Linked DNA regions of Lathyrus oleraceus: region 2 is linked to region 1. Evidence: chromatin contacts called from public Hi-C data. All regions are on one chromosome and are shown on one strand. Each heading gives the region's core, a stretch centred on a gene start, on an enhancer-like site or on the middle of the called end of the contact. The rest is flanking DNA. Distances are from core to core; before and after follow the strand shown. Region 1 holds the start of LOC127121470 (leucine-rich repeat receptor-like serine/threonine-protein kinase At1g17230). Region 2 holds the start of LOC127121710.

Region 1 (2,672 bases), core at 47-2,546:
TTAAAATTAAAATCACTCTTTTTACGGTCTCAATTTACAGGTTTAATAACAAAGTTTTTGTACGAAAGTAAAAGATATAAAGAAGTTAAAATCAACAGAGCGAGAGTTTGAGGTTTTGACTGGACAGTGTAAATTGGACATTAATTCTAGATCAGGGCGAGAGCAAATTTTTAGAGTTAATTAAATTCTAACCTTTTTCAAAAAGTATTTTTAAAGATTGAATGTGAGGGCGAGAGTTAAGCATTTGAATTTAATTATATAACCTAAGTCAACAGAGCGAGAGTTTGAGATAAGGATGTTTAAACGATTAGTGTTTTCTTAAAAAGAGTTTCTACGGATTCTACTGTTTTCAAAAAGTGGTTTTTGACTTAACTATAAGTGACAGCTACGTTAATATAAAATCATAGTTTATTCAACAGAGCGAGAGTTTGAGATAAAACTTTTAACCAATAGCGTCAACTGAAAAGATTTACTTTAAAACCAAGAAACCAATAAAGAATTGATTCCCTAATTACGACGAATTACATACCGATATCCGCTTATTAGATATTTATTTTAGATCTTATTTTAGTTTTAACGTTTCCCCCAAACAATCAAAATATCATCTGCCTTAGCTTTACGAAGTAATCTTAGATAACGGTATATCGATTCATAAGTCCCTGTGGGATCGATATCTTTTAAAACTACGCGATAGAACTGTGCACTTGCAGTTTGTACCCCAATTCGACTCATAAAGTCGAGCGAGCAATCATAGAAACTTTCAAATCTTAGAGTTGTTGGCTGAATGAATCTTTCTTGTGAGGATTCAATCATGGTGAAAGAGTGAGAAATAAGCCGGGTTCAAGAATGATATTGAAAAGTAGGGGCAATCACGCAAGAGGGAGAAAATAATCGGTTGTTACAAATGAAACAACTCATGTTTTCAGTTAAACGGGATCAAGATCCCAACCAGAGTGATGATACCACTTGATGGATCAGAATGCTATATTCCCATTCATATGCTATATACCAATTATTACTTATACAAGTAGATATAAAGTAGGAATCATTACTTGAGAAACAAGTAATGTTGAAACTAACTCTTAACTAACTAACCATTCATTAAGAAGAATATAGAAACATAATTGTATTAAACCTTTGATTGATTATACTAATAAACACTTAATTCATGCAATACTAATATTTAACGCTTGTGTCACAAATCACTTACCTTGCACCTAAGTACCCTTATGTCATTATATAAGTAGTATACATTGACCAACATGTAGAAGAAGAAAAACAAAGTGATTGAATATGAGTGGCAGTGGAAAAAAGATCAAACAAGTAGATAATTGTGGTGTAATTAGGCACTATGGCACTAACTTTCATACATTCATATTATAAATGATTACACTTCTGACTCAACAGAAACTAAATTCCCATTTTGGTAGGCTCAGCAACAATGGCGGAGAATTGTAATGATCCTAACAAATCCACACGTCCTTATTCTCGTCCTCTCTCAATCCACACACCATTTTTTCAACTCCATCTGTTAAACACACAAATCATGGCAACAGTGCATGAACCAAAAAAACCACACATTATGGTTGTGGTTTTACATTGCCAGAACATGAACAAACGCTGAAAACAAAAATACAACAACAGTACCTAGTTTATGCCACTTTGCTGTAAAGTTGTGTAACACAAAAATAGCGTTGACTCAATAATCGTGATTGTTTCACGGTTTATCTTCACTTTTTCATGCTCTCATCAATCAAAGTTATGTCTTTTACTCTCTCTCTTCTTTATCTCTCTGTTTTGTATTCATTGCTTTCATGGGTCTATTTAATTTTTCTCTCTAACCAAAAGGGTCATTTTATTTTTCTCAATTTGGTTACGTTGTTTCTTCTCACCACCAAGCTATCTCTTTTCTTTCACAACACGGTATCTTTTGTTTTGTCTTGAACTTCTCAATTGTCCCATGTTCATACTTTCTGTGTTTTTTGCTTCTGATTTTTAAGCCAACCCTTTATGTGTTTGTTGATTTGCCTATGAGAAAATGACATTGGATTTAAGTTTCAACTCAAAAAATCTGTTTTTAAACTTTTATATGATTCTATTGTTTAGCCTTGGAATATTCCTTGTAAGTTCTGTCAATGAAGAGGTTTCAATTCTTTTGAAGTTCAAAACTTCTCTTTTAGACTCAAATGATAATCTTGTTAACTGGAATCCTTCTGATTTAACTCCATGCAATTGGACTGGTGTGTATTGTACTGATTCAATAGTAACTTCTGTTACACTTCACAACCTTAATCTCTCTGGTAATTTGTCTCCTACAATCTGTAACCTTCCATGGTTAATTGAGTTGAATGTGTCTAAAAACTTTATCTCTGGTCCAATTCCTGAAGCTTTTTTTGTTAACTGTGATAAACTCGAGGTTTTAGACCTTTGTACAAATAGGTTTCATGGACCATTTCTGACCCTTGTTTGGAAAATCAAAACACTTAGAAAGCTTTACCTTTGTGAAAACTATATGTATGGTGAAATTCCTGAAGATATTGGTGGACTAACATCACTTGAAGAGTTAGTGATTTATAGCAACAACTTAACAGGAAGCATTCCTGCGTCGATAAGTAAGTTGAAGAAGCTTAGAGTTATAAGAGCGGGTTTGAATGGTCTCTCAGGAAAATTAC
Region 2 (2,672 bases), core at 127-2,626, 320 kb before region 1:
TACATCCGCAGAAGAGGCAGTAATTGTACTCATCCCTCAGTTTCATCAAAACATCGAGCAAGTCCTGCATCCATTTCATTGTCAAATTTGCTATCGATTCAAACATGGATTACCAAGTTCAATAAAAATGAAGTTAATATGTATTACTAAGTCACACACCTCTTCTGTTATTTCTTCTTCCTCTTCTTCATCTTCAGCCTCGGCATCATCCTCATTCTTTGGTGGCTCTACAATTTCCCGATTCTCCAATTGGTCAAGGGCAGCCTTAGCCTTATTAAAATTAACAATAACTCTCCTACTCTTCCACCGCGATTTCTGCCTAGACCCAAATTCTTCCATCAGAGCCTCCTCATTCCTCCTTTTCCTGTGGATTGTGATTTCCTCCCTTTTCTTCTTCTCCTTATGGGGATCCTCTAAGCCTATACCAGCTCGTGACCGTCGAATTTCAATCCCTACCGGTTCAGCCCTGCCTGAGCCCTCCTTGCCAAGGGCAGAACCTGGAGTATAACCCATATTTTGGAGAAGCTTAAACCCAATGTTGGATTGTGGTATTGGAGCTTCAACTTTTGCTAATGTTTGTTCATCCTCTTGTATTTGCTTCCTTTCTCTTTCAATTTTTCGCCGTTCTTGCCAGTTTAGAGCTTTCAATTGACTCTTGGAAGAGTTTATTGAAGGACCTTTTTTGTCAGAAATCTGCATAGTAACAAGGGAGTTATCAACATAACATTTTGCATAGTCCCTATAAAATGCTAAGTGAAAGATCCATGCCCATGTTCTGAACGGAATACAACAACAATAACAACCGAGCCTTATCCCACTAAGTGGGTCCGCTACATGGATCAACTCCCGCCATAATGTTCTATCTAAGACCATACTTCTATCCAAATAGCTGATCTTAAGATCTTTCAAAGAAACATGGCACATCAAAATTTTATAGTTTCTCAGATTGCATAGATTGCTCCCCTACATGCACCATAAGTTTCTACTACAGATTCTACACAATAAAAGTAAATATTTTCTCCTACGAATAGTAGCTGCATAAATAATAAGAGTAAAAGGGAGCCAAGTGATTATTAAATTACACCACTTCATTTTTTCGTTCCCAAAATCAAACCTAAGCTAAATTTTGAAGGTGAAATCGTAGAATTATTCGAAATGAACAAAATGTTACCCATTTTGAAGAAGTGTTTGGATTTGGAGGTTGAATAGAATCGGTAGGAAGAAACCTAGAAAGGTCACCCATGTAGTCATCATCTTCGTTGTTCGCTTTTGATTCAGCCATGGCCAACATTGCCACTTCACGCAGGTGATGAATTGAACGCAACCAGAGATGAGCCTGCCAAGGCCCACCCGCATTCATTCTCCCAGTTGAGCCCAACAAGGTTTAGGGGTTCAACTCAGCCCGATTTGAAATTTATATAACAAACACTATTAAGAAATTTCTTTGAAATTTTTTCTGTACATCCCCACCTTGAGTTGGCACCTCCATATTAAAGTTTCAATTACACTTAGGCCCTTATTAATTTTTTTTTGGATATTTTTTCAAAGTTTATGTAAGTATTGGATTTTTTATGCAAGTATCTGATTTTTTTTAAATTTTATTGTTTAGATAACGAAATATTAAATATTTTGAAAATATATCAGATTTGTTGCAATAGTATGAAGAATGATCAAATGTTTTATATATTGTTGGTAAAAAAATCATGGGTTTCTGCAAAATTGTTGAAGAAATACAGAATATTTAAAAAATTCGGTGCAATTTTACTGGTGTTTTAAAAAATTCGGTGGAGTTATACTGAATATTTTGAAAAAAAATGGTAAAAAATCCAATAAAAACAACTTTTTTTTGGAAATTTTGAAAAATCCGGAAGCAATAGTGAGATTTAGAAAAAAAAACATAATTTTTTTTTGACATTTTTAATAAACTATATCAGATAAAATATATACATATAATACAAAAATGTTACAATATCATTACAAAATAAAACTATGTAGATTTCCTAGCTTCTTCTTTCCAATGTCTAATATGTCCGCATATGCTGATTCTCACGCTATTGTAACTTCATTATAGTTTTGTCTCCATCGGTCTGTGATAGGAGGCAAATGACAATTGAATTTCAACTTCACCTGAATCCAATGACTGTTGTCAACAAAATCAACTATAATAATTTTGTGACTACTTGAAGTTATCACTAATGGGAAGAATGCGATGTTAAGCTTCTTGGACAATGAGACCAATATGGCACTGTATCTAGAAGCAATAGGGTAATCCATATCAGGAATCGTCATCCACTTCTCACGATCCTACACACCCAAGCTAGCTACCTGCAACACACTCATAACTTCCGGTACTATGTCATATAACAAACTGGAATACAGTTGTTGGTGTTGATAAACTTTAGAATCTAATTGTGTCTGAAGCACATTCCAAGACTCTTCGCCCCATCTAAGTAAAGCTACAATAGCAAAAAAAACCATAATTTCTATCTTTATCCACATCAACAATGTCATTAATGTACTGATGTAAGAAAATAGAAAATTAAGACAAGTAAAGAAGTCTTGAAAGCATGCTAACTGGTTGACTTTTTCAATTGGTTTTGTAAATGATCTCTTCGTAGACTGACTTTCCTGCGAGCCTTCGAGATACTCCCACTGCGAAGGATCACTATGCA

The links. Hi-C and Micro-C count contacts between places; a contact is called where the count stands out from the background.
Region 2: a Hi-C map of leaf shows a contact between it and region 1, with 4 times the contacts expected there. The contact joins the promoter of LOC127121710 here to the promoter of LOC127121470 in region 1. A contact is called at or near these places in 2 of 2 Hi-C or Micro-C datasets (both in leaf).

Annotation. Positions count from the first base shown.
Region 1 is chr1:8,797,243-8,799,914 of CAAS_Psat_ZW6_1.0, reverse strand. It overlaps LOC127121470 (leucine-rich repeat receptor-like serine/threonine-protein kinase At1g17230), which reads left to right and starts at 1,296. Exons shown (of 3, transcript XM_051051989.1): 1 at 1,296-2,672. The coding sequence starts at 2,039.
Region 2 is chr1:9,119,175-9,121,846 of CAAS_Psat_ZW6_1.0, reverse strand. LOC127121710 reads right to left here and starts at 1,376. Exons shown (of 5, transcript XM_051052227.1): 1 at 1,172-1,376; 2 at 160-693; 3 at 1-64. The coding sequence starts at 1,360.